2 separate regions of the Macaca fascicularis genome follow, and region 1 is linked to region 2. The links are chromatin contacts, called in public Hi-C maps. All regions are on one chromosome and are shown on one strand. The core of a region is the stretch at or near the end of the contact, and the rest is flanking DNA. Distances in the headings are between cores, read along the strand shown. Region 1 has its middle 36 kb from the start of SRSF5. Region 2 holds the start of SUSD6 (sushi domain containing 6).

What was found. Hi-C and Micro-C count contacts between places; a contact is called where the count stands out from the background.
Region 1: a contact with region 2 is called in a Hi-C map of skeletal muscle, with 5 times the contacts expected there. The contact joins the enhancer-like site here to the promoter of SUSD6 in region 2. A contact is called at or near these places in 2 of 2 Hi-C or Micro-C datasets (liver and skeletal muscle).

Annotation. Positions count from the first base shown.
Region 1 is chr7:137,646,108-137,652,162 of T2T-MFA8v1.1, reverse strand. No RefSeq gene overlaps it. Among named protein-coding and RNA genes, the nearest start is that of SRSF5, 36 kb to the left of the region's middle. Within about 2 kb of position 3,617, at least 5 of the 6 cell types and tissues checked have an H3K27ac peak or open chromatin away from gene starts, as enhancers often do.
Region 2 is chr7:137,528,307-137,533,569 of T2T-MFA8v1.1, reverse strand. It overlaps SUSD6 (sushi domain containing 6), which reads right to left and starts at 1,314. Exons shown (of 6, transcript XM_005561611.4): 1 at 1,082-1,314. LOC123574579 (a long non-coding RNA gene) reads left to right here and starts at 1,421. Exons shown (of 2, transcript XR_006699598.3): 1 at 1,421-1,488.

The DNA of each region.
Region 1 (6,055 bases), core at 2,368-4,867, 120 kb before region 2:
AGTCAAAGGAGATCATTTTGGAGCTTTAGAATTTGACTGCCTCACTGGATTTTGGACTTGTGTGGGCCCTTTATCCCCTTTGTTTTGACCAATTTCTCCAATTTGTAATGATTGTATTTACCCAATATCTGTACCCCGATTGTATCCAGGAAATAACTAGCTTGCTTGTGATTTTACAGGCTCGTAGGCAGAAGGGACTTGCCTTGTCTCAGATAAGACTTTGGACTGTGGACTTTTGAGTTAATGCTGAAATGAATTATGACTTTGGGGGACTATTGGGAAGGCATGATTGGTTTTGAAATGTGAGGACATGAGATTTGGCAGTGGCTGGGGCGGAATGATATGGTTTGGCTCTGTGTCCCCGCCCAAATCTCATGTTGAATTGTACTCCCATGATTCCCAAGTGTTATGGGAGGAATGCAGTGGGAGATAATTGAATCATGGGGGAAGTTCCCCCATACTGTTCTCGTGGTAATGAATAAGTCTCATGAGATCTGATGGTTGCACCAGGGGTTTCCGCTTTTACGTCTTCCTCATTCTCTCTTTGCCTGCTGCCATCCATGTAAGATGAGACTTGCTCCTCCTTGCCTTCCATGATTGTGAGGCTTCCCCAGCCATGTGGAACTGTAAGTCCAATTAAACCTCTTTATTTTGTAAATTGCCTAGTCTCAGGTATGTCTTTATCAGCAGTGTGGAAACAGACTAATACAGAATAAAACAAATAATAAAATGGCCAGAAAAGGCTGGGCACAATGACTCATGCCCATAATCCCAGCACTTTGGGAGGCCAAGGTGGGGGGATCACTTGAGGCCAGTAGTTTGAGACCAGTCTGGGCAACATAATGAGATCCCTTGTCTCTATAAAAAATAGAAAAAAATTAGCCAGGTGTCGTGATGGCACCTGTAGTCCCACCTACTCAGGAGGCTGAGGTGGAAGGATCACTTGAGGCCAGGAGGTCGAAACTGAAGTGAGGTATAATTGTGCCTCTGCATCCTAGACTGGGCAAAAGAGCAAGACTCTGTCTCAAAAGAAAAAAAAAGGCCAGAAAATAGACAGACAGTGAAGTTTTTCTTGTATTAAACTTTGTATAAACAATCATCCAAGGCTGGATTACTAAACAGCAATGTGACCTTGGCAAGTCCTTGGTGACACTCAGTAAATACCGGATGGATGGATGGATGGATGGATGGATGGATGGATGGATGCATGAACCAAAGCATTTGTCTGTTTCATCACTCTGGATTGATTATCTCTGTAAAAACAAGCAAGTCAGTCCAGGCACAGTGGTTCATGCCTGTAATCCCAGCACTTTACCCATCCAAGGCTGGGTAAAATAAGGCTGAGACCTACAGGGCTGCATCCCCAGACAGTTAGGCATTCTAAGTCACAGGATGAGATAGAGGTTACAAGATACAGGTCACAAAGACCACACTGATAAAACAGGATGCAGTAAAGAAGCTGGCTAAATCAGCTACTCAGAAGACTGAGGCAGGAGAATCGCTTGAATCGGGAAGCGGAGGTTGCAGTGAGCTGAGATCGTGCCATTGCACACCTACCTGGGCACAAGAGCAAAACTCCATCTCAAAAAAAAAAAAAAAAAAAAAAGAAGCCAGCTAAAACCCACCAAAACCAAGATGATGATGAGAGTGACCTCTGGTCATCCTCACTGCTCATTATACATTAATTATAATGCATTACCATATTAAAAGACACTCCCACCAATGCCATGACCATTTACAAATGCCATGGCAATGTCCAGAAGTTACCCTATATGGTCTAAAAGGAAGAGGAACCCTCAGTTCCAGGAATTCCCACCCCTTTCCTGGAAATCTCAAGAATAATCCATGCCTTGTTTAGCATATAATCAAGAAATAACTATAAATATACTCAGTTGAGCAGCCCATGCCACTGCTCTGTCTATACAGTAGCTATTCTTTCATTCCTTTATGTTCTTCATAAACTTGCTTTCACTTTACTCTGTGGACTGGCCCTGAATTCTTTCTTGCGGAAGATCCAAGAATCCTCTCCTGGGGTCTGGATTGGGAGCTAATAACATATTTAACTCAGATATTAATGGATAGAATGTATCAGATCAGATTACAGTCCTACACTGTCTCAAAAAATAATAATAGTTTTTATTTATAAGATAGGATAGTCTATGGACCTCTGTTTCATGGGTCTCTGCCTGTTGCACCTTCTCCACCCCTGGTAATTATGACACCTAGCACATGCTTTAAAACCTTCTAGGGTGCCCACCTACAAGATACTTCAAGCCAAGAGAATGGCTCTAAAAGCCTTTCACCATAGAGCCACAGTCTCCAGGTCTGAGCCATTTGACAGCACCTTGCCCCCACACCCTCCCTTCCAACCACACCCGGCTCCCAAACTCCCCAACCTCACGACACCACTCACAACTGGGCATTGCCCACCTGTTAGCTCTGCCTAGAATGCCTCTCCCCCTGGCCCATCTCTTCTGCCTGGCAACTAAACTGCTATTTGTTCAAGACCCAGCTCCAAAAGCACTTGCTCTGTAAAGCCCTAGCCAACTGCTCTGCACCCACTTCCCGGCTGCGTGGTCTCCCTGCATCATTCCTGCAACCCTTCTTTCCTCTCTCCTGCCCTCCTCCATCCTTCCTTCCTAATTCAATGAAATACAGGGCTTCTGGGCCGGCCCTGCTAGGCACTAAGGAGTCAAGGTTGAAGAGGGACATGGATCAGTGATAACACTATTAGTGTCAGTCGTGAGAACCTCAAGGACAGAGCAGCTCCGTGTGCCCAACCCTCAGCACCAGCCTGGCACCTTGCAGGTGCTCCAGGCACATCTGTCGAGCGAAAAGATTCTATGGAGGGTGTCCTAACCTCTGGTTCCTCTGAATGTGATCTTATGCGAAAATAGGCTGTGATCAGGTTAAGATGAGTCCTACTGGATTGAGTGGGCTCTAATCCTATAACTCATGCTCTTATAGGAGGAGGGAGATCGGGGCCTGGACATACAGGAAGACAGAAACTGGAATGAGGAGGCATCTGTAAGCAAACCCACAACAAGAACTGCGGGCAGCCGCCAAAAGCTAGAAAGAGGCCAGGACAGACTCTCCCTAGAGCCTGAGGAGGGGACACGGCCCTGCCCAAGCCTTGATTTCAGACTTCTGGCCTCCAGAACTGTGACAGAAGACACCTCTGCTGCCTCAAGCCACCCAGTTAGTGGAATTTGTTACCGCAGCTCTAGCAAACAGAATACAGAGTCCAAGCAGGACTGGCTGTCACACCCCCGACTCCCCGCTGATCCCCGTTTTGATAACCTGGAGGCTAACTCACCCCAAGCCCAAGCGTCGCCTCCAGCCGCAGAAGGCCGCCTCCTCACTCGACACTAGATGGCGCCAGCGGGCTGAGCCGGCCCGGCTTCGTGGGCTCCTGGTGGGTGGGGTGAGTCGCCCGCAGGCCGAGACCCCAAATCCAAGGTGAAGATCAGACATCCAACTTCTTCGAGTTCTTCCCAGGGAGAGCGGCTTTTTTTTCCAGTCAGAGGGAGGAAATCGGACCCTCTGCCCTGGCCCTGCCTGCCCGGCGCGCCCTTGCGCCCTCGGGTCTGAGCTGCCCGTGGTGCTTCCTCCGGCCTCTGCTGCAGGCCCGGGCGCTGCTGAGCCTGCGTGAGGACGCGCACGCGGACCGCGAGGGTGGCGAGCACCCCGGCCTGTGCAGGCAGAAGAATTTGCCCTCGTACTCCGAAGCTGGGGCTTTCTGGGCGTGAGGACGGCTGCCTGCCAAAGGGCATGGCAGCGGGGAAGGAAGACGGGGTGGATCCACTCCTCTTCGTGGATCCTGTATTTTCTTCTTTTTTTTAATTTTAAAATTTTGCATCATTAGTTTTGTTTTGGTTTGTTTTTTGTTTGCTCGTTTTGAGACAGGGTGTCATTCTGGCGCCTAGGCTGGAGTGCATTGGCACGAACACAGCTCCCTGCAGCCTCGATCTCCTGGGCTCAGGTGATCCTCCCACCGCAGCCTCCATACTCTATCCCAGGAATGAAAAACTAGGCCTGCAACAGACCCCGCAGAGCCGTCGGCATGGTGCCCCCAAGATCTGGCCATGGAGAAAAATGGGAGGGGCTAAATTACTGCCTCTCACAGGTGGGCTGTACTCTGGTCCTTCAAGTTCCCTTACATCTTCCTCTGGGAGACACACCACTTCTATTTCACCTCAGAAGCAATTTCCTGAAACAGGCTTTGGTCCTTCCCTCTGAACAAGTGTGATGGACCCTGCTCCACGTCCTGGTCACAGTCCACAGACCCATGCGCTCCAGCCCTCTGCACAGGTTCCCTGCACACACTCTTCCAAATCAAAGCAATTTGTTCATTTCTCTGTCTTTCCCGCCTTTCTTCTCCTTGCTATGCATAGAGATAAGCAGCCTTTTTGATCCCTTTGTTTCTCATTCCTTTCCATACAGTCAGCCACAAAGCTCAAGACGCCTCACCTGAATGATTTTCCCAAATACATGAGCAATTCTGTGAATTCTAACTAAGTCAAGCCCCCCTTCTGCTCTCATCACCTGAGGGCTAATGAACATCTTTTACCAGATGCCTGCAGCGGTCTTTCCAGTTGGTGTCCACTCCAATCCACTGTCCATCAAGCTCTTTCCTGATATGTTACACTGAGAGCACACCATTCTTCTCTTCAGTATCCTTCAATGACTCCCATTTGCCTGCAGAATCACATCCATATCCTTAGTATGGCATTGAAAGTCCTGCCCCACTGGGTGCCTTCTTCCCTTTCTCACTAGTTCCCTCATCAGCTCCCTCCATGCTGGCTGCCTGCCCATTCTCTGAATGTGTTCTTTTTTTTTTCTTTGACAGAGCCTCACTCTGTCACCCAGGCTTGAGTGCAGTAGCACCATCTCAGCTCACTGTAACCTCCACCTCCTGGATTCAAGTGATTCTTCTGCCTCAGCCTCCCGAGTAGCTGGGACTACAGGCAAGAGTCACCATGCTGGGCTAGTTTTTGTATTTTTAGTAGAGACGGGGTTTCATCATGTTGGCCAGGCTGGTCTCAAACTTCTGACCTCAAATGATCCGCCCACCTCAGTTCTCCCAAAGTGCTGGGATTACAGGCATGAGCCACCGCACTTGGCCTGCATGTGTTCTGGTCGTGGGAAGAAGCCCTGGTCCAACCCCCACTTCTGAGACTGAATGTATGAGTTTGCTAGGGCTGCCATTACAGTCTTCCATAGACTGGGCAGCCTGAACAGTCCATAGACTGTTGTTTAAACAACAGAAATTTATGTTCTTACATTCTGGATGCTGGAAGTCCAATAGCAGGATGTCAGCAAGTTTGGTTCATCCCCAGGCCCGTGAGGGCAAAATCTGTTCCAGACCTCTCCTTGGCTCATACAAGGCTGTCTTCTCCCCGTGTCTTCACATCATCTTCCATTTCCTCTTCTTGTAGGGACACCAGTTATATTGCATTAGGGCCATCGGGTGACCTTATTTTGACTTAATTACCTCTTTAAAGACCCTATCCCCAAATACGATCACATTCTGAGGGACTGAGAGTTAGGACTTCAACACTCCAACATATGAATGGGGGGAAGGGGGAACAATTCCATCCATAATACTAAAAGTCCCAACAAATAATTTTAATTTTCCGGATAAAGTAGATGAAAATAGCAGGCAATGAGAATTGTTTATTGTTCTTAAGCAAGGCCCTGCAGGTAGCTGTGTGACCTGTCCCATAAGGCAGATTACTAATTTGCAACAAGAGATCAGATAAATTTTTAAAATTTCTTGTTAACTTATTCCTTCTATTCCTTCTGTATCTAGGTAGCATGCCCTTTTGTTTGTTTGTTTGTTTTTTGAGAAGGCGTCTCGCTCTGTCACCCAGGCTGGAGTGCAGTTGTGCGATCTTGGCTCACCACAACCTCCGCTTCCCGGGTTCAAGCAATTCTCCTGCCTCAGTCTCCCAAGTAGCTGGGATTATAGGCGCCTGCCACCACATCCAGCTAATTTTTCTGTTTTTAGTAGAGACAGGGTTTCACTATGTTGGTTAGACTGGTCTCAAACTCC
Region 2 (5,263 bases), core at 65-2,564:
GAAGAACGAAAACAGCAAGAAATGAATTAACTACTGTGAAGGGTGGAAAGCCACGCTTCCCATCTCTGTAGATCAAAAAAGGGGGTAAATCCCTAGGCCTAATTGAACCGAGTAATCTTACTGCACCTCTGGAAGAGCACACAGGAGCCCAGTTAGCAAGAGCAACAAAGCCCAGCATGTCGCCTGCCACCGAAAGAAAATTTTGTGGGAACAACAGCTTTAGGCCTCTTTGCCCAGACGCCAACTTCCCTTTAACCAGACCAAGACTTTATTTTGACGCCTCTTTGCTTCTGGGTCTTGCTGTCCGCATAACCACCTCCCCCTCCTGCTCCTAAATTCATCCAGAGTAACTTTTCTCCACTTCAGCAGCTCCCCAGCCACGACTCCCATGAGGGAGAGTCAGATCCACACTCATAGCTGGGGTCTCAAAACCAAGCGTAAAAAAGGAAAGTCTGTATGTACGTGCCTACTTTTTGAAAGAAAAGAGCTGGTTTCGGGGAGTTTAGCCTGGTTAACAAGAGACGTTTTTGAGATTAAAGAGCAGCCGAGGCGCGGGGGCTCCCGAACGCTGCGGAGCGCACAGGCGAGCTCTGAGATTTCCTCAGGAAATCCACCTTCTCTAAGCCAGCCCTGCCCGCCCCAGCGCAAGCCCCGCAGTTTTGCTGGGCTGAGGGCAGTAATGACAGTGGCACAGAGGGCCTCTGCCTACCTCCTCCGCACCCACCGGCACGGCGTCTGGCTCTGCCGGCGCTGCCCCGGCAGCGACGCGGGACGGCGCGCCCCGGACCGCAGGTCACTAAGTTCCCGGCCGCAAACCAGCCGCTGGTCCCCCCGGCCGCGCAGCCCCCACTGCCGGCCCGCCGGCCGCGCCACGCCAGCGCGGGGCTCCCAGCGGCGCGGTTCGCGGCCGGGTGACAGCGGGCCGGCGCAGAGAAGAGCGGGGAGCCGCCGAAGCCGGCCCGGGCTCCGGCCAGCGTCAATCCTGGGCGGTGCGCGCTGGTCCCGCGCCCCTGACAGCCGGCCGGGCGCGTCGGGGGCACAATGCCTGCCCCGCCGCCCCCCGCCCGCCGTGACAACTCACCCGGGAGCCGGCGGAGACCTCCGGGATGGGGGCGCTCACCGCTTCCACGCCGCCGCTTGCGCGCGCCCGCAGCCTTCTCGGGTCTAGGGGAGGCCCCGCTTGCCCTTGTCTAGCTCGCTCTGGCCGGCGCTGTGGGCAGAGGAAGCGGGCGGGAGGGAGGGAGGTGGCGGGGCGGTCGCCGGCTTGGGAGAATAGAACTCGGCGGTAGCGGCGGCTGCAGCGTCCGCGTCACTAACCCAGCTGTACCGCGCGGGCGGGGGAGGCCCCGCGGAGGGGGAGGGGGCGGGGAAGGGGCGGTGCCAGGCGCGCACGCAACAGCGACGGCGTCGCGCCGGCGTCGCGCCGCCGCGACCGCCCCGACCGCCCCGCCGGGAGGCCCCGCACGCACGCGCCGCCGGCCGGGCCAGGTACCCACGGGAGAAGCGACGCGGTTGGGGAGGTGGGGGGTCCTTAAAGGGACAGTCCCTCTGCGCTGGAGTGGATGGGGCGGTGGCACCGACTCAGCTGGACTGTGCGGCGTTTGCAGTGCGCTCTTCAGTTCGTTTACTATTATTATTATTTGCATTATTGAATTACTATGATTTGAAAAGAATTGTACTGCCGTCAGGTTTACAAGGCTTTTGACGCATGTTGCCTTGTTACCTGTTGAATTGCTCGTCTGAACTATCTCTGAAGCAGGTTATTATCTCCCTGTTAAGCAGTACTCTAAACTGGTTCCTAGTCTGCCAACATTAAAGCTGCCCGGGGGGTGGGTGGGGGTGAAAATGCAGATTCGGGGCCCCACCTCCAGCCATTGTGGTTCAGTGGGGTCGGACTTGGGAATCTGTATTTTCACTAGCATTCCGAAGTGAGTGATCCTTCAGCATGCTAAAAGCACACAAGGGATCTCAAGGTTGAGAAAACCGCAGTTGAGGCACGACTGGCAGAGCCCGGGCTAGAGGCCTGCCACATTCCTAACTGTATTTCCCCTCTTGAGCCTTGCCTCCTGGGGCTATTTTCTAGCACATACTGAGTGAGCAGTTTGTGCACTGTATGGCTACATCGTTTATTGGTGATCTCTCATGCAGTGTGTCCTCGGTTTATGTGTTTACAGGGCCCGTGGCGCCTTGATGGGGAGGACTCTGGCTTTTTATCTTTGTGCCCCAGGGCCTTGCACCTTGTAGGTCTCCGAGGTCCTCAATAAATGTTAAGGAACTCCTACTTGTAAATCAGTGGTAGAGTTCACATCTGGACCTACAGACTTGTGTCTTTGCTGCAGCTTGGGTCAGGCAGGCCTCTTCTCCCAGATGCTCTTGGACAAAAGGATACACCTTCTCAGGGCCTCTCACCAGCCCTAGTTCTAGTAGGCTTTCAGGAAAAGTGCTGTGAATTAACAGGGCATGTCCTTGTGAAGTAGCTTGAACCAAATAAACAGGATGCTCCTCCCCATGCACACAGACCCATCCCCAAAAGAACCCTTCCCTTCTGGGCCCCACAGCAACCTGTGGCTTGTTGACTTTTTCATAAGCCTATCCTTGTTCTGCCTTCTTTCGTCCTTGCCTTCTTGGGTCCACACTCATTAGAGAAGATGGGCACCCCTCCCTTCCTGCTCATTTGGGGCCACACTGCCCAGACCACTAGAAGATTGAAAAGCAAACCTCAGAACTACCTGGGTCTGCAGCAGAGCGCAACCAAATCAGTGTGGGCAGCAGGAACACGCCAGGCAGACCCAAGGCTCAGGGAGGGGACAAGGAGGGAAGGAAGCAAGGGAAAGGGATGGAGGAAGAATTGGAGAAGACGAATGGAGAGAAGGAGAAAAAGAAAGAGAAGAAAGGGAAGAAAGCAGGCATGGATGGTTCAGGTCAGATCAACTGCTGAGGTAACTGAGCCCTTGGCTGTGCACTGAAGTCAGTTTGGCCACTAAGAGGCTCAGTAACTTCATGCAAGAACTGCCACCTTATAAAATCCCTTATGAGACCCTATGCAGATCTGTCCATCACTACCCAAAAATCCTCAGCCGGGCACGGTGGCTCACGCCTGTAATCCCAACACTATGGGAGGCCGAGGCGGGCGGATCACGAAGTCAAGAGTTTGAGACCAGCCTGGACAACATGGTGAAACCCCTTCTCTACTAAAAATACAAAAATTAGCCAGGCATGGTGGCACATGCCTGTAATCTCAGCTACTCGGGAGTCTGAGGCAGGAGAATCGCTTGAACTCAGGAAGCAGAGGTTGCAGTGAGCCTAGATTGTGCCATGCACTCCAGCCTGGGTGAGAGAGTGAGACTGTCTCAAAAAAAAAAAAAAAAAAAAAAAATCCTCTCCCTGACCTTCAGGGTCCACAGAATGAACTCAAACTCATCAGCAAGGACTGTAGTATCCTGTGCTCTCCACAATTGGGCCCAAATGCTCTCCATCCCTCCACACACCCCACTCCAGCCTCCCCATACCACCTGCTGGTCTCTAACAAGCCATTCCTGTCACATCTCAGTCACAAACCAGGTGCCCATGCTGTTTCCTCAATCTTGAAGGCCTTCTCCACTTACCCTTCAGAATCTTCCCAAAGCTGCTGCTTCTACTTTTCTGTGGCACTTTGGTTGAGCCCCAAAGTGCCACAGAATAGTATTAAATTAAAAATTTTAAACATTTTAAATATGTATGTATGTATGTATTTTGACGGAGTCTTGCTCTGTCGCTCAGGCTGGAGTGCAGTGGTGTGATCTGAGTTCACGGCAACCTCTACCTCCTGGGTTCAGGGGATTCTCCTGCCTCAGTCTCCTGAGTAGCTGGGATTACAGCTGGGATTAGCATCCATTTCCTTCTGCTTTGAATTGCCAGAATCAGGGTCAAGTCTCCTCCCTTTATAAATGCCGGCTCACCAGCCTTTCCTGTCTTCTCTTCCTCTCCCATCTGAAGTTCCATTGGCCTCCTCTGTTGAGCTGATGAAAAGCCCCTGTTACATTCTACACATAGCCCTTGCTCTTCTCACCTGCAAAATGGAATGGTGCTTCCTTGTCTGGGGTGAATATCATCTTTCTGTCATTGAAAAGATCTCACAAGATGAAGGTTAAAAATAATTTAGACAGACATTCTCAAGTGGGAGGGATCATAGATTTTTAAAAATAAAATTGTTTAAAATTTTTAAGTTTTTTTTTTTTTTTTTTTTTTTTTAACAGCTTTCTCACACTGTAATCCCAGCATTTTGGGAAGCTGAGGCAGCGCGATCATTTGAGGCCAGGAGTTCAAGACCAGCCTGACCAACATGGCAAAACCTCATCTCTACTAAAAATACAAAAATTAGCCGGACATGGTGGTGCACGCCTGTAATCCCAGCTATGTGGGAGGCTAGTCAAAAGAATTGCTTGAACCTGGGAGGCAGAGGCTGCAATGAGCCAAGATTGCACCACTGCACTGCACTCCAGCCTGTGCGACAGAGTGAGACTATGTCTCAAATAAATAAATTAATTAACAGTTTTATTGAGATATTCACATACCAGCAAGTTACAGTTTAAATTTGTATATTTATTTTGTATAACTTTACAAATTGTACAAATTTGTACATGTACAATTGTACATTTAGAGTGAACAATTCAATGGTTTTTAGTATATTTACAGAGTTGTACAATATTTTAGAACATTTTCATGACCCTAAAAAAACTCCTATACCTATTAGCAGTCACTACCCATTTCCTCCCTCCCTACCACCTTCCCTGCCTCCCTCCCTAGGCAATCAACAATTTACTTTCTGTCTCTATAGATTTGCCTATTCTGAGCACTCCCTATAAATGGAATCATACAAATATGTGGCCTTTATAATTGATTTTTTGTTTCTTCCACCCAAGATAATGAATTTTAAACCAGAGCTAATTTTTTATTTTCACTTTTTAATTCAGACCCTGCCTTACTCTAAAAGGACTTAAGATGGCTCTTTGAACTAATATTCCTGGGTCCTTCCAGATTTCCAGCATAAATCTTTTTTTTTTTTTTTTTTTTTTTGATGGAGTCTTGCTCTGTAGCCCAGGCTGGAGTGCAGTGGCGTGATCGGAGCTCACTGCAACCTCTGCCTCCTGGGTTCAGGGGATTCTCCTGTCTCAGTCTCCCGAGTAGCTGGGACTACAGGTGCGTGCCACCACGCCCAGCTAATTTTTGTATTTTTAGTAGAGACGGGGTTTCACCATGTTGCCAGGCTGGTCTCAAACTCCTG